Linked DNA regions of Mus musculus: region 2 is linked to region 1. Evidence: chromatin contacts called from public HiChIP or PLAC-seq data. All regions are on one chromosome and are shown on one strand. Each heading gives the region's core, a stretch centred on a gene start, on an enhancer-like site or on the middle of the called end of the contact. The rest is flanking DNA. Distances are from core to core; before and after follow the strand shown. Region 1 holds the start of Scamp4 (secretory carrier membrane protein 4). Region 2 holds the start of Onecut3 (one cut domain, family member 3).

What was found. HiChIP or PLAC-seq counts read pairs in DNA pulled down with a chosen protein or histone mark.
Region 2: an HNF4G HiChIP or PLAC-seq map of pancreatic cancer cells shows a contact between it and region 1. The contact joins the promoter of Onecut3 here to the promoter of Scamp4 in region 1. A contact is called at or near these places in 2 of 39 promoter capture datasets (the SN4741 cell line and pre-B cells), 1 of 115 datasets of contacts at active chromatin or transcription factors (pancreatic cancer cells) and 3 of 9 other capture datasets (adipose tissue, liver and pancreatic islet).

What each region holds. Positions count from the first base shown.
Region 1 is chr10:80,600,896-80,605,354 of GRCm38.p6, forward strand. It overlaps Scamp4 (secretory carrier membrane protein 4), which reads left to right and starts at 1,987. Exons shown (of 7, transcript NM_019575.4): 1 at 1,987-2,054. Adat3 (adenosine deaminase, tRNA-specific 3) reads left to right here and starts at 1,985. Exons shown (of 2, transcript NM_001100606.1): 1 at 1,985-2,054.
Region 2 is chr10:80,492,938-80,497,396 of GRCm38.p6, forward strand. Onecut3 (one cut domain, family member 3) reads left to right here and starts at 1,969. Exons shown (of 2, transcript NM_139226.3): 1 at 1,969-3,253. The coding sequence starts at 2,071.

The sequences.
Region 1 (4,459 bases), core at 737-3,236:
CTGTGTAATGGTGCTAGGTCCCCTGGAAGGGCAGTGCAGTTACCTCGCAGGTACAAGCTGACCTGGTGCTGAGAGTTGAAGCCGGGTTCTCTGGAAGAGCAGGCTGTCCTTTTAACCACTGAGCCATCTCTCTAGCTCCCTTGCATAGCATCTCTTAGAAAACTTCTCTGCATATCTATCTGTCTCTGTAACACATGCCAGCCTAGCACCCATCGAGGCCAGGAGAAGTCATTTGGTTCCTTGAAGCTGGAGTTACAGATGGTTGTAAGCCACCATGTGGGTGCAGGGACTCACATCAGGTTCTTCTGGGATAGCAATCAGGGTTCCCCATTGGCAAACTGCCTTTCTAACCCTGGCAGAGCATTTTTAAAAATATTTATATCAGTGCCTTGCCTTTGTGTATGTATGTGCCTTGTGCACACAGAGGTTTTAAAAGGCATCAGACTTCCTGGAATTGCAGTTAGGGATGGCTGTGAGCCACCATGTGGGTGCTAGGATCTGAACCTTCATCCTCTGGAAGATCAGCCAGTGCTCTCAGCCACAGAGCCATCTCTACAGCTCCTGGCCTAGCATTTCTATGGACCTGGGCTTAGTCAAAAAATATTAAAGAAACAACATGGGTTTCCTGGTGGCCCTGTTTTGGTGTGATGACCCAAAACTTGGTTTTCTTCCCAAGACCCTTGGTTCACATGGCTTCCTAGAAGCCAGACACTGTACCTAAGGGTTCTAGCTTCGTTTTTTTGTTTGTTTTTCGAGACAGGGTTTCTCTGTATAGCCCTGGCTGTCCTGGAACTCACTCTATAGACCAGGCTGGCCTCGAACTCAGAAATCTGCCTGCCTCTGCCTTCCAAGTGCTGGGATTAAAGGCGTGGACCACCACCACCCGGCTTGGGTTCTAGCTTTGTAATGCTGGTCATATCCACACTAATCTCCCACTTATCTGTCTTGCAAGCAGCCATACACCAAACTCATGGGACCTACTCTGCTCTGATAAGCTGGTCACAAGGCATTCCTTATTCCAGAAAGATTGTGTTTGGCAGACAGGCCTAGAAGATTGCAAACAGGTTGATCCTGGAGCCAACCCCAGGCTCTCTGGTGCCACTTTCTACCTTCCTGCTGGTCAGGGCTCAGCCAGGCAATCTGCTGTTTATGTCCTAAGCCACAGAGGAAGAAGGACCCTGGGAGAGACTCAGGGACTCTGGCCTGGGAATGACATGTTGGGCAGATAAAGCTACACTGTGAAACTCTTTATCTAAAACAATAATTAACTAAAAGGTATTAATGTTAGGTCATCTCTCCTGCCTCTATTACTTGTTCATTTATTTTCTTCATCTTTTGTTTTTGTTTTTTAAAGACAGGATCTGTCCTGGAACTCCCAGTGATTTGCCTGCCTCTGCCTCCCAAGTGCTGGGGTTAAAGGCCCTCGCCCCAACCATCTTGAACTTTTGTTCTCTTGTATCCACCCCCAGAGTGCAGGCATGACCAGCTTGTGCCATGAGGAATGCTATGTATGGAATCCAGGTTCTCCTGGGTGCTAGGAAAACACTCCATGAACAGCCCCAGCCCCAGACTTATTCAGAAGTTCACATATCTGTTTCACCCATGTACAGATGAGGAGAATGAGGGCCTGAGTGGACCTAAAACTTCAGACTACAGTCACTTTCCAAGCAGTAAAAGTGATTGTTCACCAGCAACATGGGACTTTACAGAAGTATGATGGCAGATGCTCTTTGAGTGACTAATGGCCATAGAGTCTCCTTCTGCCTCAAGTCTTCTCTCTGCTGATGTCTCAAAGTGTCACAAAGGGGCCGAGTTCAGTGCCATCCCAGGATCTCAAACCACAGTATTCTACTCGCTGCAGCACACATAAGAAAACCCCCTAGACTCAGCAAGGCCTTGTGAAGCAGCCACGCGCACGGCCTTAAGGGAAATGTAGTCGCATCGCGCAGGCCCCGCCCATGGAACTACGCTCCCGTGGTGCCCCGCGGTGGCAGGCGTGGCGGCCCGGTTGCTAGGACTTGGATAAGCGTGGCGTTCGCTCGGGTGTCCCTCAGGTGAGCAGCCGCCGTAGGGGTTCGGCTTTCGCCGTTCCGAATCCGCCATGGGGCACCGGAGATGGTGACAAGGCAAGGGCGGTGGACAGGGAAAGAAGGCCTTATCGGGACAGACCGCGTAGCCTGAGAGGGTTGTGCGCGTCCCGGGAGGCGGTGGGAGTACGCGTGCGCGAGTAGTCAACGCTAGTACGCGTGTGCACAGGGCTTTTCGCCCACCGCGCCCTATGCCGTTGGTTTGCGGCGCACGCGTGTACCCTACTTCTGATTCCGGAAACCCTGTGATTTCCAGCTGCTTCCGGTTGTATGTTCCGGGTCATCACAGTCCCCTGCCTCAGGGTTATCTTATCCACCATCCTTACAGCAGGTGTGCAGTTTCCCTTTAAGCTCTTGTACCCTATGGGGTTTCTTGGGGTATCTTGGTGGTACCAGGGATCGAATCCTGGACTTTGGTTATATTAGACTGGCACTGGACTACTGATCCCCTTCCCCTCCCTTCAGAAGTGGATTCCAGGAGCTTTCGCTAATCTTTGTACCCAGCCCTTAAATGGATGATTCCAGGCAGGGACTCTACCCCTGCGCCACACCCCATCCCCTCACAAGGGGCCCTAACCTAAGCTTCAGTCCCTCACTGGTGGACATAGGTAGGCTCAGCACTGCTGAGCTCTACCCCGAGCCCACTTCATTTTTTTTATTTTGGAAGTTTCCTGTACCGCTGAAGCTGGCCCCGAACTCCCATCTAGTGGCTTATTGAGTGACTTGTATTTCAGGCCTGAGCTTCCAGACCTGATCCTTGTAGTCTGTCCAGCCACGGTCCCATTCTTTTGGACCCTATACCCAGGACCCAAGGCCCATTGTTTGCCTGCAGTTGTTGAATGCAGAGGGCGTGTGGTTCCTCAGAGGTGGGAAGTGTCTGCTGGACCGCAGGTCCTTGTCTGTGGTACAAGGAGCCCCTTTCAAACCTGTTCCCATGCTGGTGTACAGTGGGCACCTGTCACCTAAAACAAGGGAATAACAGGCCACAATTGCAATGAACATGAAGGGCCCCTTTGGCCAAGCATTGGCTACCATCCTATAGCTATTAAACTCCTCTCCAGAGGCCCATAAGCCCAGGCTGTCATCTGTCCCCAAGGCATCCATCTTTCTGTGTCCCTTGTTGTCTAGTCTTGAGGGGACAAACAAAGCTGTGTCTTCTGCCCTGGAGACAGTGGCGCTTTGTAGCCCAGTCAGGCGCTGTGCGTTGTAGGCGTGGTGTATGCCCTGGGGAAGCCAGATGTCACCACGCCCTTCATGGGCTCTGCCTGCCATGGGGCCTTTGCAGGGGCAGCCATGGTGACACCAGGATCTCAGACACCCTTGGTGCTGTTCTCCCTTCTTAGTCTCAGGACTCCTAGTGGCACCCGTGACTCTCTAGTTAGCCCATAGAGACATTCAGTGTTGACCTGGGCAGCTGGGTGAGCCCTGAAAGCCAACAGATGTACCTGAGTCCATCGCATAGGTTCCTGTGGCCAGGTAGACATTGGTGGGGGTGCCAGGATGTGGGTATGATGATGGTCAGGTAGCCCTGCAGGTCGCCTCGTGGGCACTTTTTTCTTTTCTCCCCTATTTCCTTCTCGTTTGTTTGGTGCTCTGTATTTACCTCAGGGTTTGAGCAGGGCAGGCAGATTCCCACCATTGAGCTATACCCCATCCCCTCCTGCTGCGCTGCTCCCAGGATTGCTTGACCCTAATCGCCTGTAGGTTATGGTTAGTTGTCACGGCAAGGTGTGGGAAGGAGCTAGCTGTCAGCCAAGCCAATGATCTGAGGACTAAGGATGGCGAGAGGGTTCGGTAGCAGGAACCGGATGGCAGGTGGTGGTGCCTTCCTCCTCAGATTTGCCATCCTGCCCTGTCTAGCTCTGACTGAGCAAGGAGAAGCCTCTGAGGCCCAAGAGGCTCTGCTCCCACAACCTTTTCTCCGCTGGGCGTCTGGGGAGCCTGGCTTTTCTCCTGTGTGGAACAGCGTGGTGGTGGTGGTGGTGGTGGTGGTGGCTGTCAGCTCAGGCTTTATCCGGGTGCTTGCACAGCAGGCCATGAGCATTGACTGAAAGCTCAGGTGCAGTGGATAGCCAGGTTCCCAGGCTAGCCCACTGAAGCAGGAAGTGGGTTGACTGAGCACACTGGAAACAGGTCATGGGCACGTGCCTGCCTCTCTTGGCAGGGTCTGCATTCTTCTAGGGTGCATCATAGGCCTGCCACCACCTATTTCTGGGGATTCAGAGGGTTGAGATGGGGTCTTGCTCTGTAGCACTGACTGGCTGGCCTCCAACTTACAGCCATCTTCCTGCTTCTGCCCCAGGTTCTGACAGGTGTGTGTTATCAGGTAGATCACCATGGTCATGTCCCATAGAAGCCACCTGGGGTCAGGG
Region 2 (4,459 bases), core at 719-3,218, 110 kb before region 1:
ACTGGGGAGGAAACCCCAGTGGTGCAACAGACACTCTGTGTGCCTCAGTTCCTCTATCTGGAAGATGGCTGTGGCCCCAAATTGTCCAGGCTCCCCAAATCAGAAGACCCCAAGGCTTCTGCCCCTTGGGGGAGATGGATGGGTAAAAGTACCCACTCCTGCAAGCTTCACCCTAATGGCCCCCTCTGCAGTCTTTACTCCCCACTATCCCCACCCCCACCCCCAACCAGGAGACCAAGATGGCAACAGGCAAGAAGTGATAGGCTCTGGATCTCTTCCCTCTCTAGGACTGTTAAACAGCTGGAGCTTAATAAATGCTGACTTGTTCACATTGAAACAGTCCCTTCAGCCCTGTCCACCCAAGGATTTGGGAGAGGGACCTCTGTGTACCCCCCCCCTTAATGGCTCATATACAATGCCACTCACTTTCCTCCAAGATCCTCTTCTCTGGGGGGGGGGGGGCAGCATGAAAGGGGAAAATGAGGAACAGAAAAGGATCTGTGCAGCCCCGGGCATGGACCACCACGCCTGTCACACAGCCAGTGCACTGTGGACATCAGATTCTTGGTTTGCTTTGTTTCCAGCCTGATAGCCCAAGCCATTGGTGGGGGCATCCCTTGAGTGAGCGTCAGAGCCCATGGGTGACTCAAGCTCCAGAACAAATGCCAATAACCCTCCCTGGCAGTGAGCAGGGCAAGGGAGGCAGGGGCTGAGGCTGAGTGAAGACACCCTCCTAACACAAGGTCCCCCCAGAGTCTGGCATGGCCACCCTGGTAATCGGTAATCTCTTCTCCACAAACCCAAGGGGTCTTGTTCCCAGGTGCTTTGTGCCTGTAGGGTGCCATCCATGTACCCCTTCTGTCCCCCTTCACTGTCTGCAGGTGGGAAAGGGAGAGAGAGAGAGAGAGAGAGAGAGAGAGAGAGAGAGAGAGAGAGAGAGAGAGAGAGAGATCCTAGGCTAGCTATCTCAGTCTGAAAAAAAAAAAAAAACCCCAAACCCAAGCTGGTCTAGAGATGACCAGTCTCAGACAAGACATCCTTAGACCCCAGAGATATTGGGGACAGGAAGTAGCCAATTACACGGGACTTAGGAGGAATTTTCCCCTCTCTCTTCCCCCCCTCTCTGTCATCTTTTCCATGTGTAGCCCTGACTGTCCTTGAATCCAGTTCTGTAGACCAGGCTGACCTTGAACTCAGAAATCCACCTGCCTCTGCCTCCCAAGTGCCGAGATTAAAGGCATGTGCCACTACACCGGACCTTGGAGGAATTTATGTTTGCTTTGATGCAAAGACTCACTATAAAGCCCTTGCCTGACTGGAACTTGCTACATAGACCAGGCTAGCCTCCAAATTAACGATCCACCTGCCTCTGTCTTCCCAATCCTGGGCCTAAAAACCACTAAAGTCCCTGTTAAGAAAGATTTCTGCAGGGCAATTACATTGCACAATTGAAGAAACAGAGGCCCAAATGCCCAAATGCCTGCTTTTCCTTGTGCTTGAGGCCAATGTGTGATTGTTCTGGGGACCTACTAATAGCCCCACTTCATCCCAAAAGAGGTTTTGAAATCTTTGTGTGCATACGGGGAAAACAGCCCATCTTTCTGAGAGTGTCAACAGAGTTGGGGGGCGTTTGTAGCCACACTTCAGGAACTGGGGGCGGGTAGGGGCAGAAGGGGGAATGTACAGGACAGAGAATCAAAGACGCTGATATGAGAACACACACACACACTCACTCACACTCACACAGAGCCAGGACTAGCGGTCCCCCACCCCAATCCCTCAGGTTCTTCTCAGGGCAAGGAGAATGGGGAGACCCAAGAAGCCAGCCTGGTGCTCCAAGGGGTTTGGCGGGTGCAGGCGGAGCGATGGGCGGGGGCGCTGACGTCAGACCCGGGCCGGGGCGCCGGCGGCGGCCGCCCCGCCACATCCTGGTGGCCGCTGCTCGCAGCAGCCGAAGCCGAGCGAGAGCACTGAACAAGCGGGACAGTAGCAGCCGCCGCCACCAGGAGCGTCGGCCAGTGCGTGGGGACCATGCTGCGGCCTTGAGCACACACGAAGAGGACACCCAGGATGGAGTTGAGCTTGGAGAGCCTCGGGGGGCTGCACGGGGTGACACACGCGCAAGCCGGCGAGCTGCTGAGCCCGGGCCACGCGCGCTCCGCCGCGGCCCAACACCGAAGCCTAGTGGCATCGGGGCGCCCAGGCCTGGTGGCCGGCATGGCTAGCCTGCTGGACGGTGGTGGCGCCGGGGGCGGGGGCGCCGGGGGCGCGGGGGCTGCAGGGGCCGCGGGTGGTGGCCCTGACTTCCGTGGGGAGCTGGCTGGCCCCCTGCACCCGGCCATGGGTATGGCGTGCGAGGCCCCAGGTTTGGGTGGCACCTACACCACGCTCACGCCCTTGCAGCACCTGCCGCCGCTGGCCGCCGTGGCCGATAAGTTCCACCAGCACGCGGTGGCTGGGGCGCACGGAGGCCATCCACACGCTCACCCTCACCCGGCCACCGCGCCGCCACCGCCCCCTCCGCAGCGCCTGGCGGCCAGCGTGAGCGGCAGCTTCACCCTCATGCGCGACGAGCGGGCGGCGCTGGCCTCGGTGGGCCACCTCTACGGGCCTTATGGCAAGGAGCTGCCCACCATGGGGTCGCCACTGTCGCCGCTGCCCAGCGCGCTGCCCCCCGCTCTGCACAGCGCCCCGCAGCCGCCGCCGCCGCCACCGCTCGCCGCTTACGGGGCTCCGGGCCACCTGGCCGGGGACAAACTACTGCCACCTGCCGCCTTCGAGCCACACGCGGCGCTTCTGGGGCGCGCAGAGGACGCGCTGGCCCGAGGGCTGCCTGGAGGCGGCGGCGGCGCGGGAGGCGGCGGGGCGGCCGGCGGGGCGGCCGCGGGTTTGCTGGCTCCGCTGGGCGGGCTGGCTGCGGCCGGGGCGCACGGGCCTCACTCAGGCGGCGGTGGCCCCGGAGGGGGCGGTGGCGCTGGCGGCGGCAGCGGCGGCCCGGGAGCCGGCGCTGCAGCCGAAGAGATCAACACCAAAGAGGTGGCCCAGCGCATCACCGCCGAGCTGAAGCGCTACAGCATCCCGCAGGCCATCTTCGCGCAGCGCATCCTGTGCCGCTCGCAGGGCACGCTCTCCGACCTGCTGCGCAACCCGAAGCCCTGGAGCAAGCTCAAATCCGGCCGCGAGACCTTCCGCAGGATGTGGAAGTGGCTGCAGGAGCCGGAGTTCCAGCGCATGTCGGCGCTGCGCCTGGCAGGTAGGGACAAGGGCCCCTGAGGCTCGATCCTGGGGGACATGGTTGGCACAGGATGAAGGACCTTGGCTAGTGCGTCCTGCCAGCCTAGAGGGGGGAAACTGTAGCCTCTGAGGCTGACCCGGGGTCTGCATCGCCGAGTGTCACTAATAGAAAGAGGGCAAATACAATTATTGTTTCCGTCCCTATTCTTTTAGGGACTGTGTAGGGTGTCTAGTGTCTTTGAGGCTGATGTAGACATAGGGTGCTAAACTAAAACAGCCCTCGCGTGGCTCCGTGTGTGCGCGTGTATGCGCGCGTCTGTAGCACGTTCCTTGGGTTCACGATCCCCTGCGATCAGAGGTGCCACTCCCCTCGTCCCCAAACATCCTGCAAGAGGGACCAAAGGCGCCCTCTCTCCACCCAGTCACAAAGCTCTAGGTGCTGACTAGACTCAGCCAAGGCCTGGCCACCGCTCTGCCCCCAGCCCCAGCACCACCACCACCACCGAGCTCTCTTCCTATGCAGCTCAGCCTCTGCCGACGATCGATCCGCTAGTCCCCCATCCCTCCCCCCTCTGGCCGTTGGCAAAGGTCATTTGAGATTGGGGGAGGGGCAGCCCTTGGGACCCTGGGCTCAGTGGCATCCACCAGAGGCCTTCACACCCCCCCCCCCCCGTGGCTCCCAGGGCCTCACTCCCTCCTGTTTTCCTGTCCCCCCTTTCTACTTCTCTCCACGGGGACAAATTGCTGTCCCTCTCTTCGAGCTGCCTCTTCGGTACCCAGTCCAGTCTCTCTTTATTCTTTTCTTCTCTTGCGCCTTGCCTGAGTCTCTCCCACACACAGAAGCATGCGAGCCAGCCCCTGGGGGACCCGTTGTCTCCTCCTTTGGTCTAACCTGTCCCCTCCCACCCCAGCGAGGAATGTGGGGGTGTGCCATAGACCCTACATCCTCCGTGATTGGGAAGGGGTGTCAGGAGGCCGGTGGTCTGGGCAGAGCGTTTTTTCTATGGCGTAGTGGGGAGGGGGCTGTGCACCCCGTTCCAGGGACAATAGCGGTTTCCAGAGCCTCATCGATCCCTCTGCATACAAACACAGAGAGGGGCGGGGCAGCCGGGACTCAAGAGAGGCGCCCCTAAGGCAGGAGCTGAGAACTGGGTTGACTGTACCCCTCAGACCACACTACAAGCCTGTGTGGGGTGCAGAGAAGCAGGGGCCCCTGGGCGTAGCG